4 separate regions of the Macaca mulatta genome follow, and regions 2, 3 and 4 are each linked to region 1. A link is a contact called in public Hi-C data. All regions are on one chromosome and are shown on one strand. The core of a region is the stretch at or near the end of the contact, and the rest is flanking DNA. Distances in the headings are between cores, read along the strand shown. Region 1 holds the start of CDC45 (cell division cycle 45). Region 2 has its middle 70 kb from the start of SEPTIN5. Region 3 holds the start of GP1BB (glycoprotein Ib platelet subunit beta). Region 4 has its middle 92 kb from the start of SEPTIN5.

Region 1 (3,089 bases), core at 367-2,866:
CTTACAATCAAATTTCTGCAAAACAAGTTCAAAGTTAGGGGCTATCCACATTCATTATCTTTTTTTGCTGTCAAGTTTGCTTCTACAACTTGGGCGTAAGTCACCAGTACATACAGCATGTTTTTCTCTTCCGTATTGCCTAATGTAGCTGATACTTAAATACATACTGAATCTATTGTGGACATAGAATGCTGTGTCAAGAAATTACAATTGAGTAAAAAAGCCACGTTATTCTAAAATACATCTTCAATACCTGTTCTTTATGCTCAAGAAATGAAGTTTCAAGTTCTTGCCACCCAGAAACTGGAACCAGCGTATACTGCACGTGGTCACACTGGAACAAGGCCTGGAGAGAGAGTGTTTTCAAAGCCTATCTTATTTAGGACATTGGCAATTTACCTTGAAAAGAAACCGAGTTAGATTAGATGGGTTGAGAGATAAAAGACACGGGATAACACTAAAGTTAGTGAAATGCTTCCGGGAAAAGCTAGGTGCTAGGCATACGAGTGTTTACCATACCATCCTGTGAATTTTGCAAATTACCAAATTAAAACATCGGTGGGAAATGCCGATTTAACTTCCAGGCCGTCTGAAAAGTTCCTGATCCAAGGGCCAGACCAAAACAATGTACATACCATGCCCTATTCAAAACCAAACTAACGATCCTCCCTAATAGACTAGGGGCTCCCATATTCCCAGCAACACCTACGACACAACTGTACCCAGAGTTGTCACAGATTCCTCTCTCTCTCAAATCCCCCATTTGAGAGGCCACTACAGATCCAAAGTTTCCCCCAAACGCCAACTGCTTTGTTCACCTATTCATATTAATAGTTTATTGCAAAAATACAAACTAGTCTCTTTACCTTTTACTTAATCCTCTATCCCACCCCACACCGTTGGGACAGGGAGGCAACTTCTCCTCTCACCTGCTGCTCACCTCCTGCCCGGCTTCCTCTCCGGGGCTAAGCCCTCAGCATCCATCCTGACTCTCTGCCCGCCCTGCGCCCCCACGCAGCACCCTCACCTCTCGCGCCGGCCCCGCCCTCCCAGGCCCCGCAGAACTCACCTGAAGGATCTTGCACGCACACAGAGCATCCACGTCCGAGGCCACGAAGAGAAGGACCCTCTATCGGGGAAAGAGCGGACGGGCTGAACGCGGCGACCCGAACCCCGGCCCTCCCCTGCCTCCCGGTCACCCACGGCCGCTCCTCCTCATCCCTTCCCCACCAGCAAGGCCTCGGCGGGGATCCCAGATTGGGCGTCACCTGGCTCTGGACCACCTCGTAGAACTCTTTGCGGAAATCGGACACGAACATAGCCACGGCGGCCGTACGCCTGGCGCTCGCGCTGAGGTACCAGGAGCCCCGGCGGCGGTCAAGACTCCCGCCAAATCACGGCTCCTCCGATTGGTCCAGGAATCACCAACCAATAGCCTCTTAGTTCCCAGCCTTCCTTTCTTTCTGATTGGACCACATTGGAGGCGGCCATTAGCGCTCTGCCATTCACGGCTAGAAAACTCCAGCCCGTCCCAAAAGAAGGGTCACCTCTGAGGCCGAACGCAAGCGCTGTTGCCCCTTTCAACTCTGACTCGCTTTTACCCAGAAACGCGACGCTCGGCGGACATCTTTACTTTGGGAAGAGAAGCCTACTGCCTCCCACTGGGAACCCCCAGAGAAAGTACACTACTTCTAGCCATACATTAAACTCAGTCACATACCGAATGGGGCAGCAGTTACGTTTGCAATAGGTTTTTGGTGTGGTCTGAAGAAGGATTTGTAGCTTAGTTCCGCCCGAGTCCTAGATGGCTGAAGCAGAGGCATTCTGGGTAGTGCATTCTGGGTAGTGTAGTCGTAAAGACAATGGGCCCTACTAAATTCGTCTGGAGGGGTTGAAAACTATCAAAACGTAATTTAAAATAACTTTAAAAAGTACCTACTAACGGGGAAATAAATCACGAAAGGTCATTTTAATGCTTCTGCTGAGGGTGTTTTAGAGCCTAGCGTCTTCGCCTGGCCTGTTCTCTTTTGCAGCCGACGCTTTGTCCCGGGCACCCCCCTCCGGGTCTCGGGTCCGGCACTTCCGGTGAGCCTCTGGGGCGTACCGGCTTGGCGCGGCAGAGGCGGCGGAGGCTGGGAGAGCGGTCGGCGGGGTACGTTCGTCGTATTGCCGGAGAGAAGCGGAGTCTCCGAGGTGGTGTCCATCATGGTAAGCGCTGACGGGCAGCGGGCGGGGTCTGGGGGTCTGGCCCGGGGCCTGAGTTAGGGCCCGGCGGGGCGGCGCGGGACGGCGGCGGAGGTGCCGAGTCACCTGGGCCTGAGTCAGGCCTGCCGGCTCATCGGCCGTACTGGGCACAAGCAGAACCCTTGACCACTAACCGCCTGTGGTCGCGTCCGCCAGTCCTGAACGTGGCTTGCATTCCGTCTCAGCCGGACTTGCCGTCGTTGACGAAAGAAAGGAAAGTTAGTGTCCATTCACGGGTTTTCCATGTGCTGGACGCGCAACAGGTTTCCATAAACCCAAAGTTAGTTGCAAGGTTGCTGGGGATGGAAACAGAATCAGGCGCTCCCCAGGGAGAAATCTTAGAGGGCATGCCCGGTCTTGGGGGACACCCAGCTCTTGCCCCAGTTCCGTGAGCTCCGTGCCTACAGGTTCGTGCCTTCGGATCTGTACAGCGGTGTTGTGTTCGCTAATGATAACGATGGAAGCTAATACCTGCTGGTACATTTCCTGTTACTTAGCTTTTAACACCTGTACTCCCTCATCACGCCTTATTTCTTTTAATCCCTGCAATTCCTTTGGAAGCTAGGATGATTATTTTGAACATAAGAAAACTAACGTTTACAGAGATACTTTATTCGAGTCACAAAAGTAGGGAGTGGAGAGTTGAAGTCAAGTCTGTCTGGCTGCAAAGCACTCTACGGTATTGTCTTCCTGTCACCTGTTTATTTCAGTAAAGACAAAGAATGATTGTCAGATTTTATTCTAAGTGTGCCACTGTCAAACCCTGGCTTATTTCAATTCTTGAGTTCATCCACTCAAGAATACCTGATATGTTCCACACAATGTGCTAGGTCTCGGCATTGAAA
Region 2 (3,098 bases), core at 450-2,949, 170 kb before region 1:
GAGTAAGACCCTGTCTCAAAATAAAGTGAGGTTTCATTTTTGGCCCATCACAATGACAAAGTCTCTTTCTAAAGGGTATGCGTGGCGGCCTGTGGCCAATGCCTGTGCCTCTAGCAGGGTCCAGAGCACTTCCGGGAGCCCCTCCTTGATCCGAGATTCTCCTTCAGGCATTTATCCTTTAGGAATTTCAAGAATTGAGTACAGCCATCTTGCTCCAGAATGCTCCCAACATTATGTATACCAGGAAAGAAGAAAGATACAAGAATGTATAACTAACCACCAGAGAACAGTTAAATCCATTTCAGTGTCTAATGGAATGAAGGCAGCTACTGGTAACTGTATATTAGGAGATGATTGAATGATATGAAAAATCCTTTTAAAGGGATAAAAACAAGGATCAAAACTAAATATAGAATATTGCCACTTAAAATATGCACTTATATCTGTTTACCAAAATCCAGGAAAATTTGCTAAGGCATGAACAATGATCACTGTGGCTTGGTGGGGGCACCAGGTCAATTTTTTTTTTTTTTTTTTTTTTTTTGAGACGGAGTCTCCCTCCGTCGCCCAGCCTGGAGTGCAGCGGCAGGATCTCGGCTCACTGCAAGCTCCGCTGCCTCCTGGGTTTGGCGCCATTCTCCCGCCTCAGCCTCCCGAGAAGCTGGGACTACAGGCGCCCGCCACCACACCCGGCTAATTTTTTTTTTTTTTGTATTTTTAGTAGAGACGGGGTTTCACCGTGTTAGCCAGGGTGGTCTCGATCTCCTGACCTCGTGATCTGCCGGCCTTGGCCTCCCAAAGTGCTGGGATTACAGGCGTGAGCCACCGCACCCGGCCGGCACCAGGTAATTTTAATTTTCTTCTGTATACTTTTCTATGGTTCCTGAACTTTTTAAAATTATTACACTATGACTACAGTCAGGAAAAAGTAATTTTAAAAGGATCGTTGTAGTCTTTCCCCAGGGCTCCTGGTGTGCGAGCCATGTTTCCTTAGCCTGGCTGTTCTTGGCACATCTGTTCCCAAAAGGAGGTGGGCAGAGCTGGTCAAGGCCAACGTGGGGTCCACCTCCTCGGTCCCATAGCCCCCTTAGGAGGCAGACGGTGTCTGATCCATACAGTTCTGCAGTCACACCCTGCACGCCTGCCGCTTCGGCCACAGGTAACCACGCATGGGTGGGGAAGGAAGACCTGGCACCGCTGCTGCGTGGGCACCGCAGGATGTCGTGGAGCGGACCCCCTTACTCGGCCAACACTGCCCCTCTGTCCCCTCCCCCACCTATTCTCCTTCCCTTCCTCTTCTCCTCCCACCTTTTCCTCCCTCCTCTCCTTCTACACCTCCGCGCTCTGCCCCTCTCAGACCCACTGGACTGCAGCCACCACAAAAGCAGATGCTGAGAGCACGCGGAGAGCAAGTACCACTCTTGGCCTCCACCCGGAGGACATGCTCTAAAGCAGCGGTCCCCAACCTTCTTGACACCAGGGACCGGTTTCGTGGAAGACAATTTTTCCACCGATGGGGTTGGGTGGGGGATAGTTTCGGGGTAAAATTGTTCCACCTCTGATCAGCAGACATTAGATTCCCGGAAAGAGAGCACCGCCTGGATCCCTGACGTGCGCAGTTCACGATAGACTTGCGCTCCCGTGAGCATGGAACGCCCCGCTGATCTGACAGGGGGCGGAGCTCCGGCGGTTAACTCGTCCGCTGCACACCTCCTGCTGTGAGGCCCGTTTCTCATAGGCCACTCCTCGGCCCAGGGGTTGGGGACCCTGTTCTAAAGAACGGGTTTTGCACCGCCCCTCCTCCTTTAGAGAAGGGAAGGGTGGTTTTGTGGGTGGTTTTGTCCTCAGTGCCCTTCGCTTTTGAGGGACTTCCGGCTGGAGGCGGAACTGGTGTCTTTTCATGACCACCCACCCCGCACATAGGTGGCTCAGAGGAACCTCCCAAAGAAGTCAGTGGCCTCGAGATGCAGAGGAGGAAGAACCGTGTGTAATGAATGGGCTAGGGAGGAGCCGAGGATGCCGCCACGGCCCGAAGGGAAGCGGGGAGGCAGGAAGAAGATGCTCCCCTGGAAAGAGGGTGGTGGTTTTCTGTTTTATAGCAGAGAGCTCAGAAAATAGATGAAAATCAGTGTTTGCTTGATTAATTTTGAACAAATTGTAAAAATCAAATGTATTTTGCAACTTTTCATCCATGCAGGGCTTTAAGCAGAAAAGGCTTCTCCTCATCCACAGGGCACACCTGCTTGCCCACCGACCTGCCTGCCACCTGCACTAATGCCACAGGCAGGAATGCAAGGTCTCCATGAGACATCTGCACACAAGAGATAGTGCACTACTTATAACAGCCAGGGAGCTACGAGTAGGTGTAGGCAACACAAGTGTCCATCGATGGATGAAAAGACAAACAAACTGTGTGTGTGCAGACAATGGAACATCACTCAGCCTTCAAAAGGAGGAAATTCTGGGCCGGGTGCAGTGGCTCACACCTGTTATCACAGCGCTTTGGAGGCTAAGGTGGGAGGACTGCAACCTAGCAAGACCCTCTCTCTACAAAAATAAAATGCTAGCCAGGCATGGTGGTGCATGCCTATAGTCCCAGCTACTGGGAAGACTGAAGCGGGAGGAGCTCTTGAGCCCTAGAGTTTGAAGCTGCAGTGAGCCATGATCCTGCCATTGCACTCCAGCCTGAGTGACAGAGTGAGACCTTGTCAAAAAAAAAAAAAAAAAAAAAGAGAGAAGAAGGAGGAGGAGGAGGAGGAATTCGGACACATGTTACAATGGGGATGAACTCTGAGGTCATTATGCTCAGTGAAGTAAACCAGTCACAGAAAGCCAAATACAAATACTGCATGGTTCCACTTACATGAGGTACGTGGAGGAGTCAAATCCATGGAGACAGAAATAGAATGGTGGGCGCCAGGGACAATGGGGATGGGGAGTGAGTGCTTCATGGGAATAGAGTTTATGGTGGGAAGCTGAAAAGTCCTGGAGACCGATGGTGGAGATGGTGGCACAATCATGTGGATGTGCTTAGTGCCACCGAATTGGTTCAAATGGCCAATGTTGTGTTATATGTATTTTACCACAATCTAAACAAT
Region 3 (2,870 bases), core at 346-2,845, 250 kb before region 1:
ACCAGCTCGGTTGTGTGGACAGGAAAGGAGGTCGGCAGCGAGGCCCAAGTCAGCCCCCGGCGCCCGCAGTCCACGAGCGTCCCCGCGCAGCTACAGGGCGCCGGGCAATCTGCGGCCGGGCGGCTCGGCGGCGCCAGCATCAGGAGCAGTAAGCTCAGCGCCCCGCGCGGCCCTGCAAGGGAAGCGCCGCAGTGAGCCGGGCGGTCGGCGGGGCACCTGGGCGACGTCTCTGAGTACCCAGAGCGCCGGCCCGGCTCCATCCAGCCCCTGATGCCCGGCATCCCGGTAGCCCGCCAGCCTCTCCACCCTGACCACCCCGCGCGCCGTTTGGAAGTCCCCTCTAAGTCTGACCCAAGTCTCTCCCAGCTACAGCCAGAGGACCAGAGCGCCTCTCAACCCGGGTCGGCCTAGGGAGCAGCCGGGGGCCCGACCGGACTCCAGACTCACCGGAGCCCATGGCTAGAAGACGGCGGCCCAGCTTACTCTGGAGCGGGACGCGTAGGCGGGAGAGCCGAGCGATAAAGCGCTCCCGCCCCCGCCACGCCCGCACCGACCACAGTGCTGCGGCCCGGCCAGAAATAGCCCAGAGGCCGCGCGGACGCGTGCTGCAGCGGCAGATAGCACACTATCGCCGGAGGCCGCAGGCCGCCCTGGCTTCCGCTCCCACCCGCTCTCAGGGGCACACGGAGCACTCGGACACCCGCTGCGACGTTCACCAACATTGTTCTCCTGTCACCAGGACAGGACGCGGCATTCACAACGGAACAAAAAGGAGCATCGTGTGGCGGGAAGGGATCATGCGGGTGGTAAGATCAGGAGGCCGAGGCTCGGGATCCCGGCACACCACAGCTGTGCTGGGGAGGCCTCGAGCCAGGGCAGGGGACGGCACCGAGAGTTGCCAGGAGGTGGCTCACCGCCCAGTGCCCCGGGGGTCCTCCAGATCAGGCCGGGCTGTGGAGAAGGGGTGTGGGTGGTCACGGCCCGCCCTCCTTGCAGCCTCTCACCTCCTTAAGTCTGGAGAGCTCCCATTTGATTCAGCCCAACCCTGCCCGCTGGGCTTCTGGGGCTAAGGGAAGACCCGGCCCCCCTCGACAGAAAATGGGGTCTCAGCACTTGCTGGGTGACCCGCGGGAGCAGGCAAAGGAGGGCTCCCAAGTCCGTTCTGCAGCACTGGGGCAGGCAACAGACCCAGGACCCTGGGAATCCTCTTCTGCCTAGGTTTGCCTGCCTGCTAGAGCAGGGCCTGCAGTTTGGGTGGTGTGACCGTCTGGGGGCGGGGGAAGGGCAAGAGAGGCGGATCTTTGAAGTACCGCCCAACTTCGCTCCTGATCCCCCAAGGCCAGAGAGGGCCAGCTGGGCGGGGGCTACAGTCCAGGCCCCTCGGAAGCAGATACGAATGACCTGGGAGGGGGTGGTGCTGAGAATAAATTAGGGTCAGCTGGGGGCTGTGGCCCCGCGTCTCCGGGTCGGGAACAGTCCGGTCTGGGGTCCAGGGGTGGGAGGGCGTCCCGGAGACGGACGGTGTGTCCGCGACGAGCGTCACTGGTCCTGCATCTGCTGCTTCATCCTCTGCAGCATCTCCTGCATGCGCCTCAGCTGCGGGCGGGCGGGCGGAGACAACCGGGCCAGTGAGCAGCACCGTGGAAGCGCATCCCTGCTGCCCGCCTCCGCCACCCCCACCGCCCCACACACTTCCTCATCCTTCATCCTGATAAGCTTCTCAGTCTCGGCGTCCGGGGTGGGCAGCGGCAGGATCGGGATGGGGCTCTCCATGCGGCTGTCCTGGGTCAGTTTGCTGCGGGGGAAGGGAGGGACGGGGCGGCGCCACCCGGAGGCTCAGCGTGGGCTGGCGATGCCTGACCCATCCCCACCACTGCTGAGGCCCTGCCCTCCGGAGCCCTCACAGCCCTGGACTGGTTCTAGGGAAACCAGACTCGGAGAGGGGGGGGCGATTTGGGGGATTGTGCAAGGTTCAAGTCTGAGTGGGCTGACAGGACTGGCCCTCAGTCATGGAGACGTGGGCGAGGCCGGAGGGGCGAGGTCTGGCTTGGGGCTGGGGAGCGCACCTGGTCATCTGCTGGATGCAGTGCGCGCGGTAGTTCTCGTAGTGCACGTCGCACGTCACGTCCTTGAGGTCGTGCATGTGCGTGCGGATGAGCATGTTGCGCAGCTTCACGAAGTCGCAGTGCGCCTGGTTCTCCACTGCGGGGTGGGAGTGGGTGGTGGGCTGGCGCCAGCCTAGGACAGCCTTCCCCCACCAGACCTGGTACCCCAAGACTCCACTCACCCTCCACGATCCCCCAGGGGTACAGGCGGCCCCGGACACGCTGCCCCTTGGCCTCCACCACCGTGTTGCTGCCTATAACAGCAAAGGGCGCGCTCTCCTGGGGGAAGGAGGGAGAAGGGCTCACACCCGGTCAGCGTAATTGCAGGGTTACTGATGGGAAACGGGCATGTAATTCCCAGGGCACCCCTCCAGCATCACCATCAACGACCTCTCCTCAAAGAGATCCTGGCGTTGCCCCTTTCTGGCCTTTCTGCCACTGGCTGGAGACAGAGCCCATGGCCTTCCAGGGCTTCACATTGCAGGGCCTTTCCAGGCATGCTCCACCCTCATCTCCTCCCTCATCAAGAACCACACCCTCCAGCTGCCCCTTCCCTCCCCAGGGCTAAGCCTATGTCTCCCCGTGCTGATGCCCCTGCCCTGGTGGCCACCTTCCCCTGGCATGGTCTCCATTATCACCACTCAAGTTGCTGGGGTACCTGAAGCCACCAACCCTGGAGGTCAGAAATCTGGGAGCCAGGGTGTGCCACTGGGCTAGCCCCTTCCTCTGGTAACCCATGGAAAGAGGGTTGGGGTTAAGGGCCTG
Region 4 (2,954 bases), core at 184-2,683, 150 kb before region 1:
CCAAGGGCCGTGCCCTAAGCCACTCGGTAATGTCATTTCTGCCTCTGGTTTCCCTGTTTCTGTTATGGGATCCAGCTGCCTCATAAATGCTTCGCCTGTGAGCAGACACAGTTGGGGCTGCCGAGCTCTCTCACCCCAGCAGAACCTCACCAAACCCCGCAAAGAGGACCCCAGGCATCCAAGAAGAGGCTGGGAAATGCCAAGTGCCGCCTCCCTGCCGACACCCCACTCTGGCCTCAGGGCTACTCCGTGTGATTGGTGACACGGAAGGGTGGTCATAGGGCCACACACATCCCCATGGGAATCCGCGGCAGAGGAGGGCAGGCGGGGCACGAGTACATGAAACAGCAGCACTGACCTTGACTGAGATCGTAGTGATTAACAGGGCAATTGAAACAATGGGGGGAAAGCCAGAACCAGGGGTGCAGGAATAATCTATCAGGACTCTTACCCAGAGCCTTCCTGAAGGGAAAAAGAAATCCAGTAAAAACAAACTCTCCTTCATGGTAGCAACAATGAAACAATCTCCCTTCTCTTGCTTGCAATTTTATTGGCCTCCAAAGTTTCTGTGTTTCTACAGATTAGCCTTCCCTTGGGAAGTTAGGTGGGGGGAAAATAAGCAAATATTAGTTCCCTCCTGGATAAGTCATTCTTTTGAGCAAGTTTCCCCAGGAGCTCTACAGGGCACAGCTTGTGAAACATCGTTCCAGGCCTTCTCAACTCAAGTGGGGGGAAAGGATTAACAAATATCTTTGAATTCCAGCGAGACAAAACAGGAACGGCCTCAAGCCGGGCTTCCTCCTGCAGCCTCTCAAAGGCTCCTAGTGCCTGGCCCGAAAGAAGAGCGCCCGCCCGCACGGGCTGCGCCTGGGGCGGCGTCAGATCCGCCAGGTGGGCTGGGGGACAAATCCTGATTTTCACTTCACTTCTGATTGGTAATTGTGTGCAAGAGATGTTCCCGGCTAAAATAATATACAATAACTTCCCTTGAGAAAATATACACAGTCAATTTTTGGAATCACTTAACACAACCCTTCACCAAGTGAAGGTACAATTGGAACCACATAACACGTTTCCCATGTGGAAGACAAGGGTTGGTACAAGCTGATGTCATCGCGGGAGAGCCGAACGTGCCGGTTTTATTAGCCACAGGCCACACGTAGGTGAGCAGTGGGCCATTGTTATGCAATCATTTAGTATTATTTTTCCATAAATCAAGGTAACGCCTAATGAAGTCCGAGTCTTTAAATCAAGCAGCCTTTTCCTATTTGGAACATAAAGTTGGGCTGTTGCCAAGAGCTCCGGGAAGCAGCGGGCTACAAGTAGCATTTCAATAAAGAACCTAAGTACCCATTCACCAGCACCGGATGCAGGCTGCTCGGTCACGCCCACTCGCCAATACTGTCAAGTCAGCCTTAGGGGAGCTTCGCATTAGCGCTGACAGTGACAGACTGCAGCTGGGGCTCAGGAGCAGCCCCTGCGCTTCTGCTGGGAGAGGGAAGTGGGGAACAGGCAGCTGTTTTGGCCTCCCGGGGCTGCCGTTACAAAGTGCCACTGGCTGGTGGCCTCACCGCAGACCTTTATTGTCTCATATTCTGGGGGCTGGAAGTCTGGGATCAAGGCGTGGGCAGGGTTATGTCTTCCAGGGACCCTCTCCTGGGCTTGTCGATGGCGGTCTTCTCACCATGCCCTCAGAGGGCTGTCCCTCTGGGCATACCTGTGTCCTAATCTCTCCTTTTTCTTTCTTTATTTAGTTTTAGAGACAGGACCTTGCTCTGTTGCCCAGATGGGAGTGCAGTGGCACAATCATGGCTCACCGAAGCCCCACATTCCCAGTGCTCAAGCGATCCTCTTGCCTCAGCCTCCCAGGCTCCCAAGTAGCTGGGGCTACGGGTGCACCTCACCAAGCCTGGCTAATTTTTAAAATTTTTTGTAGAGATGGGGGTCTCACCATGTTGCCCAGGCTGGTCTCGAACTTCTGGGCTGGAGCAATCCTCCTGCTTTGGCCTCCCAAAGTGTTGGGAGCCACCTTGCTAGGCCCTGGTCTCCTTTTCTTATAGGACACCAGTCAAACCAAAGTAGGGCCCACCCCCATGACCTCATTTTGAATAAATTACCTGTTTAAAGACCCTCTCTCAGCCAGGTGCGGTGGCTCATGCCTGTAATCCTAGCACTTTGGGAGGCCAAGGCAGCTAGATCACTTGAGGTCAGGAGTTCAAGACCAGCCTGGTTAACATGGTGAAATCCTGTCTCTACTAAAAATACAAAAAATTAGCCAGGCATGGTGGTGCATACCTGTAGTTCCAGCTACTTAGGAGGCTGAGGCACAAGAATTTCTTGAATCCAGGTGGCAGGGGTTGCAGTGAGCTGAGATCGCACCACTGCACTCCAGCCTGGTCAACAGAGCAAGACTGTGTCTCAAAAAAAAAAAAAAAAAAAGAAGAAGAAGAAAGAAAGAGAAAGAAAGAAAGAAAAGAAAAGAGAGAAGAAAAGAAAGGAAGAAAGAAAGAAAGAAAAAGAAAGAAAGAAAAAAAAGAAACCTTCTATCCAAATACAGTCATATGGGGTTGGGACTGGGTGGTTAGGACTTCAACATAGGGACTTGGGGAGGGAGGCCATAAATCAGCCGATAACAGGGGAAGCACAGAAAAATCTTGGCATCGTTTTGCTGTTGTAAAAGAAAATGGAAAGGAAGGAAGGAATAGACATTGGGTGATTCCTGGCTGTTTTTCCGCCATGACCCAGCTGGCACAGCATCTCCATCAGGCCAGCCCAGGCACTGCAGCGTGGCCTGACCCTTGGACGGACAGGTGTGAGGGTGTGAGGGGTGGAGGTCTGCATCCAAGACACCCCCAGAGATCCCCGAGGTGAGTGTGTGTGCAAATGAGCTGGCCACAGGGCTGTGTGGATTTGCCTTCTTGATGTTTTCTGCCGAGACAGAGCAGGTGGGGGAA

The links. Hi-C and Micro-C count contacts between places; a contact is called where the count stands out from the background.
Region 2: a Hi-C map of CD4 T cells shows a contact between it and region 1, with 4 times the contacts expected there. The contact joins the enhancer-like site here to the promoter of CDC45 in region 1. A contact is called at or near these places in 4 of 14 Hi-C or Micro-C datasets (CD4 T cells, cortical neurons, fetal cortex germinal zone and 1 more).
Region 3: a contact with region 1 is called in a Hi-C map of fetal cortex germinal zone, with 4 times the contacts expected there. The contact joins the promoter of GP1BB here to the promoter of CDC45 in region 1. A contact is called at or near these places in 2 of 14 Hi-C or Micro-C datasets (fetal cortex germinal zone and fetal cortical plate).
Region 4: a Hi-C map of fetal cortex germinal zone shows a contact between it and region 1, with 3 times the contacts expected there. The contact joins the enhancer-like site here to the promoter of CDC45 in region 1. A contact is called at or near these places in 3 of 14 Hi-C or Micro-C datasets (fetal cortex germinal zone, fetal cortical plate and liver).

The regions. Positions count from the first base shown.
Region 1 is chr10:33,228,220-33,231,308 of T2T-MMU8v2.0, forward strand. It overlaps CDC45 (cell division cycle 45), which reads right to left and starts at 1,617. Exons shown (of 19, transcript XM_028827988.2): 1 at 1,269-1,617; 2 at 1,070-1,129; 3 at 254-346. The coding sequence starts at 1,319. UFD1 (ubiquitin recognition factor in ER associated degradation 1) reads left to right here and starts at 2,166. Exons shown (of 12, transcript NM_001257731.1): 1 at 2,166-2,208. The coding sequence starts at 2,206.
Region 2 is chr10:33,058,887-33,061,984 of T2T-MMU8v2.0, forward strand. No RefSeq gene overlaps it. Among named protein-coding and RNA genes, the nearest start is that of SEPTIN5, 70 kb to the left of the region's middle. Within about 2 kb of position 1,700, at least 17 of the 40 cell types and tissues checked have an H3K27ac peak or open chromatin away from gene starts, as enhancers often do. A contact at or near this core is called in CD4 T cells, where this site is marked.
Region 3 is chr10:32,980,739-32,983,608 of T2T-MMU8v2.0, forward strand. It overlaps GP1BB (glycoprotein Ib platelet subunit beta), which reads right to left and starts at 1,596. Exons shown (of 2, transcript XM_015149714.2): 1 at 448-1,596; 2 at 1-172. The coding sequence starts at 457. SEPTIN5 (septin 5) reads right to left here. Exons shown (of 11, transcript XM_077950910.1): 8 at 2,288-2,384; 9 at 2,067-2,202; 10 at 1,693-1,795; 11 at 708-1,596. The coding sequence ends at 1,540.
Region 4 is chr10:33,080,643-33,083,596 of T2T-MMU8v2.0, forward strand. No RefSeq gene overlaps it. Among named protein-coding and RNA genes, the nearest start is that of SEPTIN5, 92 kb to the left of the region's middle. Within about 2 kb of position 1,434, at least 18 of the 40 cell types and tissues checked have an H3K27ac peak or open chromatin away from gene starts, as enhancers often do. A contact at or near this core is called in fetal cortex germinal zone and fetal cortical plate, where this site is marked.